Regions from separate parts of the Mus musculus genome. Here all the other regions are linked to region 3. A link is a contact called in public HiChIP or PLAC-seq and Micro-C data. All regions are on one chromosome and are shown on one strand. Each heading gives the region's core, a stretch centred on a gene start, on an enhancer-like site or on the middle of the called end of the contact. The rest is flanking DNA. Distances are from core to core; before and after follow the strand shown. Region 1 overlaps Stx8 (syntaxin 8). Region 2 overlaps Stx8 (syntaxin 8). Region 3 holds the start of Ntn1 (netrin 1).

Region 1 (4,075 bases), core at 24-2,523, 300 kb after region 3:
GCATGTGGTGCACATACGTGTGTGTGTGTGTGTGTGTGTTTGTATGTATAGTGAAACACCCATACACACATTTAAATAAATAAAAATTCTAAAGTTATTAGTTTAAATTCCTACCTATGGGTTTCCTATTGCAGGGCACCTGGTAGGAACTCCTGCAGTGCTTCTGGAAGCCACCACTCTGGAAGCCACTCCATGGGGATGTCCCCTTGCCTGTTCACACCTTACACATGGTGGGGCGAGGGGAGGCAGTGAGCAGGGGCAGGTTAGGCAGAAAGCAAGGACCCCTGTCATGTTTTCTCCGCACCTCAAACCAGAGCCTTTCATCTGGGTCTGAAATGTGCAACAGAGGCCTGTGCTAAGACCCTTCCCAACTGCCAAACAAATGGACAGGGAGCTCTGTGTACAAAGAGCCAAGAGGTGCAAGAAAGAGCTCAAATAAAGGAACATCCAAGGAATACTCCCAAGACGAAGCCATTAGACACTAAGTCAGTGTCACAAGCTCAGACCTACCAAAAGGCAACAATGTCACACCCTTGACAACACTAAGACAGAACCCTGACTGTTAAAGAAACAAGGAAGGCAGTTACTGTACACTAGGGGCGAGCTTTAGGAAATATGCCCCAGAAGACAGAAAAGGGCATAAAAAGGACGAAACATGTTAGCAAATAAAACTGAGAGGTGGGGGATAAAGAGCTGGGAAGACAGATGAGATAACCATCAAGTAAAAGAAAGAGGACTTTTCTCTGATGTGGTAAACACTGAGTCTTCCTGTAGGAACAACCAAAATGTAAGCATTAGGTATCCGTCGTGGACAGTGTTTATCATCTGCAGAGATTGCGCCTGCGGTTCCTAACATTCAGAATACAGATACAATTCTGCAAGCATTAGGACAGCAGCAAGGGAGGAAACTCCCCAATAAAGGAAGGACACGATCTATCACACAGCATCCAGGAAATACCAGCAAACAATGGGGTAAAGAGATGTGGGGACAAATGACTGTGATCTGGGGGGACTCAGAATCTAGCCACTCGAAGCCTGCATCTGCACTAACCACAGTACCAGCCACTAGGGAGACTGAAGTGAGGTGACAGCTTGAGCCCAGGAGCTGGAGCCACATGGGTGACATAGGAAGGACCTCTATCCAAAACAAAGAAACCATCCTTGAGGGGCTATGGTGTACTCACAAAGAAAGAGACCGCAGGCAACTGCACACGGAGTCAGAGACTACTCGCCCATCTCTGGAATGCAGGGAATGAGGTCATAGAAAAGGCATGAAGCGGGATCAAACTACACAGGTTTGCTAAAGTGCTTAGTGCCTCACAGGATGCAATCACTCACATCTTCTGGCTGTGGCAGGCAGCCTTTGGCCATCGTGCCTCTTAGCCGCCATTCCGTCCCTCCTGGATTTTTATTCTTCCCAGGCTGCACTTGCAGTGAAGTTTGTGGGGTCTGTGGCAGCATCAAAAAAATTGTCTGAGTCGCTAGCTGACTACCCATCTTTAATTTCCATATATTTAAAACCACCAAGAGCTGCCACATTTTCAAACTCCAGCAAGATCACCTGACTACTTTTTTTCCATGGCAGATGCTTTTGTTAGTAACTAGAGCATCGTGTCAGAACACAAAGTGAGTGTCGGCAAGACCAAACAGTAAATACCACATGCTAAACTCATTCCGATTAGCAGAACTATGTGGCGGAGAGACTTTGCCTCACGCTGCACTAATGCTCCCCGTGTGTGGATGGGATCTGTTGGGCCAGCTTCCATTTGCAGATTCCATTTGCGGATTCCATTTGCAGAGAGAGTGACAGAAAACATGATAAACGAACAGTATGTCATAACAAAGAATTACACGGGTGTATGTGTATATACAAATATTTCTGTTTCTATGTCTGTATATGCATGCATAGATTTATATGTTAGAAAGCATATTCTAAATTTTTTGCAAACATACAACATTTATGTCTGAACAACATGTCAGAGACAATATTGTAATATCACTTACAAAGGACATTTATGTACCACACACATACCATTTCCCCACCAAAATATTTTTCAATATTTTCAGTCAGGGGTTGTGGCTCATGCTGATAATCCAAGAACTTAAGGGCAGGATTGCCACCAGTTTGAGGCCGGCCTGGGTTATACAATGAACACCCTGTCCTTCATATTGTTTTCAGATAATGAAGAAATGAATGGGGAGGAGGGGACTCAAGTTGGTTGAGTCATTATATAATAACAGAAGCTATAAATCACAGTAGTCAGTGATACCACAGAGCTTGAATCCAGGGACAGCACAGCCATGAAACTAGGAGCTAATTAACATTTCCATATTGGTTGTGAAATACAAGTAACTCCAATCCACAGTTGAGTCAATTATCACAAAGTGTGTATTTTTTAGTGTCTGTGTAGTACTGAGGACTGCACCCCAGGACCTAGAGCACACAGGACAAGCGTTCTGCCACTCAGCTCCAGGCCCAACCCTAATAATCAGGATGCGGCTATCCCAGTCACATTTTACCTAGGCCAAGAAAGGAGGCTGGAGAAACCCTAATATCATCCTCTCCATCCCACTCCCCCTAATTACTACTTCCTTATCTCTCTCTGAAAAGTAACTCCTATTGTGACTTTCAAAAAACACACAAAAAGAAAAAAAATCTCACCTGTTTGCACCTAGTTTTGTCTTCTGTAAAAGGTCAAAGATTTATTCTTTGCAACCCCCTATGTAACAGATAATTCAGGAAGAATCACTAGCTGACATTAAAAATTGATGGAATAGCGTCTTTAAAGATCAAGTTTCATTGTATCAGTTTATAGTTAGATCCCTATAGAATTGCTACAAGCTTGGATTTTAACCTAAGCAGGAGCTAAACAACATAAAAGAAATCCACACTGAGACAATTGTAACAAGTAATGAAATCTAAAGTCAAAGAAAACTTAAGAGAGCCAAAGGAAAGATACACAGGTGTGGTTTTCTCAACAGAAATCACAGAGGCCAGAAAGAAATGCAAGGGCATTCTTTTTTTTTCCCCATGGGCATTCTTAACCTGCTAATAAGACTTGGCAATACAGAATTTTGAATTCAGGAAAAATATCTTTAAGAACATAGGTGAAATAAAGACACTCAGGGCTATGGGTAGATATCTGTAGTAGAGTGCTGGTCTCTCCATGCAAGGGTGGGCTCTATCCACTGTACTGCAGAACGAAACTCCTCAAAACCCACAACAATCAATCAACCAACCACACTGTCAGTGGAACAAACCCTCAAACAATCATTCAAGAAAGTTCTTCAAACAGTGAAGTGGAAACTTACGGGTTTTTTGGGGACACAGTTGGATAGTGCTTTGCTGGGGTAAATACATAAAAGGGCGTTTAGCTGAAGCAGACACAGGTAAAAGGATGTTGTGATAAAGCAAGCACGTGAAAGGACACGTGATCAAGGATTCTTTGCTAACAACACACATGTATTGGTCGCCTTACATTGTGTAGTTGAGCTGCATTTGTTGGGACTCCACAGAGAGAAACAAAACTTCCGGTGGTGTGCCCAGGCTTTCTTGCCACTTCCACAGACTCAGGCTGATTGGCAGTGTGTCATGCTAAGGCAAGACACATGCTGGGGCAAGACCTGTGGAGGACACGTGATGCTTGGAGGATATAAATAAAACTCATTGTACAGTGACGGGGGCTGAGCAATACTTGTGGATCTCGAGTCTTCACTGATCTTTGCTTCCCTCAGAGGCACAGCAGAGAAGTTCTCCTGGTCCCTCCTGCTGACTGGAGCCGAGGCTGAGGCATGGCTGTCTCTGCTAGGTCGTGCCACCACTGCTGATTCCTGCTCGCTATCCCGATTCTCCTGAACTAGACTGCTGGTGTATCTGGGAAGTGCTTGTGAGTGGGCTGAGCTGCTGCTGCTGCTAACCTGTGAACTGAACTGCCGATTTCCAGACAGCACAGATGGGAGTTGCTCCAAAGAACTATTTCTAAACAGGTCCACTTCCCCGTATCCTTCCTTTTCCACTACCTCTGGTAGATGGTGGGCTATAAGGGAGGTTAAAGCATTTAAGAACCATCATTAA
Region 2 (3,701 bases), core at 453-2,952, 270 kb after region 3:
AGAAGAGGGCATCAGATCTCATTACGGATGGTTGTGAGCCACCATGTGGTTGCTGGGATTTGAACTCTGGACCTTTGGAAGAGCAGTCGGGTGCTCTTACCCACTGAGCCATCTCACCAGCCCTTGTTTTGTTTTTTGAGACAGGGTTTCTCTGTGTGTCCTTCTGGCTGTTCTGGAGCTCACTGTGTAGACCAGGCTGGCCTTGAACTCAGAAATCCACCTGCCTCTGCCTCCCAAGTAGCTTAAAGGTGTGAGCCACCACTGCCTGGCTAATTTGTTCTTCTTAAAGGCGTTTCTGTGCTGGCTTAAAAATATATGTGGCCGAGTGTGGTGGTGCACGCCTTTAATCCCAGCACTCGGGAGGCAGAGGCAGGTGGATTTCTGAGCTCGAGGCTAGCCTGGTCTATAAAGTGAGTTCCAGGATAGCCAGGGCTATACAGAGAAACCCTGTCTCGAAAAACCAATACACACACACATTATATATATATATCCAAGTCTTACCTATGTCACCAATCAACTTATTTCAACAGGTTAACATAGCTGATCCCGAGAACTAACTAGTACTGACCACTGTGGCAGGTGCTATCTTTGTTTTATCACCAGAATAACCAGACATATTAATGTGGCCTGAACATCCCACCCCTTATCCAAGCTGCTTGGGACCAAGAGTGTTTCAGATTTTTGCTATGTTTTTGTATTTTAAAATAATTTGCATAAACATAATGAGATCTTGTGAGGAAAGGAAGCAAGTCTAAACACAAAATCCACTTGGTCCATCTACACTGTGTGCACACAGCCTGAGGTAATGTGGCACAACTGTTTGGGTACGACTGCATTTTGACACCAACTTATCACCTGAGGCCAGGGATGAGATTTTCCACTGGTGCCATCATGTCTGCAGTCTGGAAGGTTTGGAGTTTGAGGCACTTCACAGTCTAAAGTGTAGTAATGGATGCTCATTGCCTTTGCTAGCTCCATTTAAAAAAAAAAAAAAAACAACAAAAAACAGAGCATGAAAGAGAGATACAGAGAGAGGGGCAAGCAACTCTCCTGTGCACCCAGGCTGCAGGTGGGGGTCACCCATGCTGGACTACACTGCTTTGTACCCATGATCCCGCTGCACCTCCAGGGGGAGCTGCAGGTAGATGCAGTGGTCCCAGGTAGGGACAGTGTCTGCGCAAGGTCAGCAGGGCTGATTTTCAACTGCAGCAACCCAGGAATGCTAACATCACAACGGGTGTCCGTAGACAACATTACGTGATGGACAACAGGCAGAGAAGTGAGGCTCCAGTCACTGGGAACTCCTCGTCTGCCCTTTCACAATTGGCTCTCTCCTCAGACTCAGACAGGGTTCTATTTTGAAATCTAATGAGGATCAGCCACACTGAATATTTAAACTGCAATTACAAAGATCCCACTTTTATGTAAATGTCTCTGATACAAGAAACAGATCTGAAAATATATCGAGGAGCCAGGGGAAGCTATCAGTCTAATTTGCCTTTACAATCTAGGGGGGAAAAACAGCATTGTTTTCTACTCCATGTTATCACAGGGGGTGGGGGTGGGGTGGGAGCTGGGAAAGGAAAAGGGAGAAAAACCCACAAAGATCTTGGTAAAAATTTTCAAGCACAGGCTCTGCACTGAAAGGACCACAAAGAAGTGCTTGGACCCTTTGTTAACAAACAAATTCATCACCGGGCCCTTCTCCTGTGTGGCCCCTTGTGATCTGGTTTGTATTTATAAGTAGAATTTCGCTCCCTGCTCAAGCATCTATGACTGATATGCCAGGCTGGAATGAGAGATGTGTACACGCCAGGGGAAACAAAAAGCCATTTCATGGTTTACAACCTCGTTTTGCCCTCCTTTGAGGAAAAGGACGATTGGCCGGCTGCTCTCCACACCTTGTTCACCGCTTCCTAGTTACACAGCCTGAGAGTGCCACGTGAACTGCAATCAAGTGACACTTGGGTGAGCGGAACAGATGAATTCTCAAGCCCTGCATATCTTGTGGGAGTGCTCGGACCCACATGGGAAGCCAGCCCTGCCTTTGAGAGGAGCTGTTCCTGAGGCTTTTGGACCATCTCTTTGCCCCTCAGATGCCACTGTTCCGAAGGCTGAATATTAATTTCCACAGCATTCCATACTAGCACTTATGAAAATAGGATTTGTTTGGGTTTGCTTGCTTCTCCTGATTTGTTCTCTGGTTGATTCTCTTTTGCTGGTACCAAACATGAACATTTAATTTTTAGTTTCATTTATTTTTAATTTACAGAAGTTCTATTTGACACCTTTTCAAATAACTGATGTTACATTTTTAGCCGGGCAGTGGTGGCGCACACCTTTGATCCCAGCACTTGAGAGGCAGGGGCAGGCGGATTTCTGAGTTCGAGGCCAGCCTGGTCTACAGAGTGAGTTCCAGGACAGCCGAGGCTACACAGAGAAACCCTATCTCAAAAAACAAACAACATTTTTATAGTTTTATGTTCTGTTTAGATTTTTTTGTTGTTTTTGTTTTTGTTTTTCAAGACAGGGTTTCTCTGTGTAGCCCTGGCTGTCCTGAAACTCACTCTGTAGACCAAGCTGGTCTTGAACTCAGAAATCCGCTTGCCTCTGCCTTCCAAGTGCTGGAATTAAAGGCATGTGCCACCACCGCCCAGCTAGATCCTTTCAAGTCTTTTAATTAAAAAGCAAAACTGAGAGGCTGGAGAGATGGCTCAGTTGTTAAGTGCACTGGCTGCTCTTGCAGAGGACCAGGGTTTGGTTCCTAGCATCCATATGATGGCTTACAACCATCTACAATTCCAATCCCAGTGGATCTGAGGCCTTCTCCTGGCCTTCATGGGCACCAGGCATATGTATGGTATATATACACACACACATACAGGCAAGACTCATACATATAAAATAAAAGTAAGTAAACAGCTTTAAAGTACAAAATTGAGGGCCAGTGAGAGGGCTCAGTAGGTAAAGGTGCCCGCTGCCAAGCCTTATGACCTGAGTTCAATTCTTAGGACCTACACAGCTGGTTGAGGTAGAGAACCTACTTGCACAGGTTGCTGTCCTCTGACTTCCACACATGCATTGTGGCAAAGGCACCTACCCTTACACACACACACACACACACACACACACACACACACACTGTAAAACAAAAATTTAAAGCCATCTTTTTTTATTTCACATCTGATCATTCCAATACTACAGGTCTATGCAGATTGATTCCACGGTCCACTGCCGGTTCCTGCTCATTTGTGGTCTTCATGTACGCTGTGTCATCGCCTAGGACAAATGCACTCTCCTGGGTGGGTGGGTGGGGGGGCTTCTGAGTTACTTTCTCTCTGCTGTGACTAAATACCTGACAACTGCAACTACAGGAGGGAGAGGTTTATCTGGCTCACATTTCAGGAGCTACTGCCTACATGAGGAAGGCATGGCTACGGGACTGGCTCCGTCCCATTCTCCATCAGTGGTTGAGTAAGCAGAGGTGGACACTGGCACTCAGCGAGTTTGGAGAGAAAGAAGGAAAAGAAAAAAAAAGATAAAAAGAGGACAGTGTTCCCTTTTTCTGCCTCCTGCTCTGTCCAGATATGGATGAATAACCTCATGTTCCTGCCACCAAACGATGACCTGCTCCCACCATGGCCCTTTCCCTCACCCGACCACGGACTGTTCCCACAGCCATGAGCTGAAGGAAACCTTTG
Region 3 (3,639 bases), core at 1,104-3,603:
TTCTGTATATGTGTCTATTTATTCACACAGTATTAGCAGCTGAATCAAGGGCCTTCTGTGTGCTAGGCAAGCACTCTACCAGAAAGCTACACCCCAGTCCTGGTTTTATGTGTATTTACATAGACATACATGTAGCAGGTTATTTGAGTTGTTATGTAATTACACTATGTAAGCATATGTACTATAAGTTGTAATATTCCTGTGTGTCAACTAATTTGATGCTCATGATCCTGTGAGGTAGAGATATTGGTATCCCTCTTTTATAGGTGAGAAAGTCAAGGCTGAGAAAGATGCAAAGACTTGCCCAGGCCACACAGCAGAGGCACTAGTTGGATGCAGGCACTCTGGCTCCAAACTGTGTTCTTCCAAGTGCCCTGTCTCCTTCCAGCATACCACTGAGATGTCAAAGTCCACCATGGTTAAACATTTCTTGTAGTCCCTTTTGCCTCATTTCTGATTTATGTTATTTTGCCGTGTTTTAAGTACCCCTGTAACTCACCTGCAGTCCTTTCTACCACAAGGCAAGGCATAAATAAACAGTACAGAGTGGTAAACGACATAAACAGGCAAAGCTAAAACACAACCCCAGGGACCAAGGGTGAGTCCAGACTGTCCCCGCAATGACATGGATTTATTTCCTTGGGCTGTAGCTGGCCTGCCTCCCTGGAAGAGCTGGCTTGGGTGGCCAGCTCTCAGGAAGACCAGGAAGAAGGGCCTTCGTCCAAGGAGAACAAGCTGGGCCAGCCCATCCCCGAGGCCCTTTCTTAGGTTCTCAGAGTCTATGAAAGTGGAAGGAACAGAATGAGGCGGGCTGAAGCAAGGAAGCCCTTGGGCCAGAATCAGGAGTGGAGTTTTTCTGTCTGAGTCTGTTATTGAATCACATTCTAAATGAGAAAGAAACTTAACAGTAACTAGTTTCAAGCTCGCAGCTGGATAGATTCTCACCTCTGAACTCTGGCTGTAGCTGCAAGACAGCCAAAGGTTACCATTCTTGTTCACAGTCCTTTTGTTAAGGCAACAGAGAACCAGGCCAGAGGCTGGGTGGCCCGAGGACACCCCAGGAGACTGTAATTGCGCGAGGTTATCCATTAGACAAACGTGGTGAGAGAGCTCATGTTTCTTTGAGATGGGGTATGTTCCCCATGCTGGCCTTGAACTCCTGGGCTTAAGATAGCTCTCAAGCCTTCGGCCTCCAGAGTAGCTGAAGTGGCAAAAGCACACCACCCACAGGAGAACACCACTGCCTCAGGCCAGGAGCCCAGATTACTGTATCCAAATTATATATATATACACACACATACATACACACACACACACACACACACACACACACACACACACACACACATATAAGTAGCCAGAAATTTGGGAAAGTTATCCCTAGCCTCTGAAGCCTCCACACCCTTAGTTGAAGAGTAGAGTCAATTGGTACTATGCAAAGCTATTGTGGGAATCTCCCTAGGGATATTAAAAAAAAAAAAGGATCTAGGAGCTGCCAAGTCAGCTTCAGGGGACCCTGGGAGAACTGAACTGGCCCCATCTCTGAAGTTCAGGATAGACCTGAGTAGGCCACTATCCAGGTGCGTCCGAGCTTCTTGGCCTTTAGCCTCGAATCACCACAGCTTCCAGGCCTAAAAGAAAATTGGCAGTGACAACTCTGTGAGGTTTAGGCGCTGCCTCTTGTTGCCCCCCACCCCATCCCCTAGAGCCTAGGGGCAGAAAGTTCACATCCCTTTCCAGTTCCCCTTCCTCACGCCTCTGGGGCCGAGTGCCCATAGGGGCAAGGCCCTGAGCGTAGTGCCACCGGGGCCACCAGTCTGGGTTGGAGGAAGGCTGGACCTCTGCGAAGAAAAGAAAACAAACACAGATGTGTTTGGCTGGGACCGGGAGGGAGAAAGCCGTTCTCGCCCCCACCCCACCCCCACAGGGTGCGCGCCGGCCCTGCCCCCTCTCCGGGGTTTCCCCGGGCGCTCCTCTTGCTTTCTCTTTGTCTCTGCTGTTCTTTCTCCGGCTCCCAGGTTCCCACCCGCTCGCTCTCGCCCTCTGGAGCATCCCGGGCCCGTTGGCTTTAACTTTCTTCTTCCCGGGGTTAAAACTTTGCTCGTGAGCGGGCGGCTGCTTGCCGACGTTACTGGCCGGCGCCCCGCCCGGCGGCCCCGCCTCCGCGCTCCCCTCCGCCCCCCACTCCTAGCGCGAGTGGTGGCGGCGGCGGCAGCGGCAGCGGCAGCGGCGGGCGGCGGCAGAGCCTTCGGGGGCGTGCGTGCGTGTGTGAGTGCGCGCCAGCGAGCGTGAGTGTGTGTGTGTGTGTGCGCCCCGGGCGGGCAGGGCAGCACTCGGACCGCGGCGGGAGTCGGCGGCCGCGTCGTCACTCGGGAGGAAGAGGCGGCGGCGGTGGCGGCCGGGGCCGGGGCTGGGGCAGCGGCGGCCGCGCCGGGCATGGAGCTGGCAAGCCCGCGTTGAGACAGGACGCTCTTGCTAGCCGCCAGCGAGAGGCTCTCTGCAGTCCGGCGCGCGGGCTCCCCGGCTTGGGCCAGGCAAACTTTTCTTTCTCTTTTGCCATCACTTAGAGGTAAAGTCTCCTACGCGGAATCCCCAGCGGGGACGCGATTGGGGAGGGGGCATTTATAAAGGAAGGACCCCAGGTGGCAAGAGAAAAGGACGCTGAGCCCGTGCGTGGTTGGGGGATCTGGAGCCCTGCTGCGCCTGAGGCTTAAGGGAGCAAGGAGAATGGGCATAGCTGCGGATGGGCAGATGGGCGCGGGCTTGCTCTTCGGTTGGCCGGGAGGCTGGGGAAGCCGGGAGGAAGGGGCGCGGGCGGTTCAGGTTTGGAAGCCCCTGCGCTCGGGGTCCCCCGGACTTTGGGGGAGGGAAGTGGGCAGTCTCGGGGTTGGTACCCCGGGGAGCGGGGCACTTGCCCGCCACTCCACCGAGGGCTGTTGGGCGCGGGGCGGGCTGGCTGCTGGCTGGCTGAGCGCGGCTCCCCTCTCTCCGCAGGCGCCTGGTGCGGCGGGCGAACCGACTCCTTGGCGCGGCGGGGCCGGGGCAAGCTGGCCACAGCATGATGCGCGCTGTGTGGGAGGCGCTGGCGGCGCTGGCGGCGGTGGCGTGCCTGGTGGGCGCGGTGCGCGGCGGGCCCGGGCTTAGCATGTTCGCCGGCCAGGCGGCGCAGCCTGATCCTTGCTCGGATGAGAATGGACACCCGCGCCGCTGCATCCCGGACTTTGTCAACGCGGCCTTCGGCAAGGACGTGCGCGTGTCCAGCACCTGCGGCCGGCCCCCGGCGCGCTACTGCGTGGTGAGCGAGCGTGGTGAAGAGCGGCTGCGCTCCTGTCACCTCTGCAACTCTTCGGATCCCAAGAAAGCGCACCCGCCCGCCTTCCTCACCGACCTCAATAACCCGCACAACCTGACGTGCTGGCAGTCCGAGAACTACCTGCAGTTCCCGCACAACGTGACGCTCACTCTGTCGCTCGGCAAGAAGTTTGAGGTGACCTATGTGAGCCTGCAATTCTGCTCGCCGCGGCCAGAGTCCATGGCCATCTACAAGTCCATGGACTACGGGCGCACGTGGGTGCCCTTCCAGTTCTATTCCACGCAGTGCCGCAAAATGTACAACCGGCCGCACCGCGCGCCTATCAC

What was found. Hi-C and Micro-C count contacts between places; a contact is called where the count stands out from the background. HiChIP or PLAC-seq counts read pairs in DNA pulled down with a chosen protein or histone mark.
Region 1: a Micro-C map of embryonic fibroblasts shows a contact between it and region 3, with 2.5 times the contacts expected there. The contact joins the enhancer-like site here to the promoter of Ntn1 in region 3. A contact is called at or near these places in 11 of 39 promoter capture datasets (the C10 cell line, cranial neural crest, embryonic stem cells and 6 more), 5 of 15 datasets of contacts at CTCF or cohesin (CD8 T cells, embryonic stem cells, large pre-B cells and 1 more), 38 of 484 Hi-C or Micro-C datasets (the C2C12 cell line, the G1E-ER4 cell line, the HL-1 cell line and 13 more), 24 of 115 datasets of contacts at active chromatin or transcription factors (the NIH/3T3 cell line, bone marrow-derived macrophages, cardiomyocytes and 12 more) and 5 of 9 other capture datasets (adipose tissue, embryonic stem cells, liver and 2 more).
Region 2: a contact with region 3 is called in an H3K4me3 HiChIP or PLAC-seq map of embryonic forebrain, with 4 times the contacts expected there. The contact joins the enhancer-like site here to the promoter of Ntn1 in region 3. A contact is called at or near these places in 13 of 39 promoter capture datasets (the 3T3-L1 cell line, the HPC-7 cell line, cranial neural crest and 9 more), 1 of 15 datasets of contacts at CTCF or cohesin (the NIH/3T3 cell line), 13 of 115 datasets of contacts at active chromatin or transcription factors (craniofacial prominence, embryonic basal ganglia, embryonic forebrain and 8 more) and 2 of 9 other capture datasets (embryonic stem cells and macrophages).

The regions. Positions count from the first base shown.
Region 1 is chr11:68,087,234-68,091,308 of GRCm38.p6, reverse strand. The region is part of intron 6 of Stx8 (syntaxin 8); the gene reads right to left. Among named protein-coding and RNA genes, the nearest start is that of Stx8, 120 kb to the right of the region's middle. Within about 2 kb of position 1,273, at least 71 of the 459 cell types and tissues checked have an H3K27ac peak or open chromatin away from gene starts, as enhancers often do. A contact at or near this core is called in the C2C12 cell line, the HL-1 cell line, the NIH/3T3 cell line and 8 more, where this site is marked.
Region 2 is chr11:68,111,857-68,115,557 of GRCm38.p6, reverse strand. All of the region lies in intron 7 of Stx8 (syntaxin 8), which reads right to left. Among named protein-coding and RNA genes, the nearest start is that of Mir6406, 110 kb to the left of the region's middle. Within about 2 kb of position 1,702, at least 17 of the 459 cell types and tissues checked have an H3K27ac peak or open chromatin away from gene starts, as enhancers often do. A contact at or near this core is called in embryonic forebrain, where this site is marked.
Region 3 is chr11:68,385,540-68,389,178 of GRCm38.p6, reverse strand. Ntn1 (netrin 1) reads left to right here and starts at 2,353. Exons shown (of 7, transcript NM_008744.2): 1 at 2,353-2,569; 2 at 2,995-3,639. The coding sequence starts at 3,059.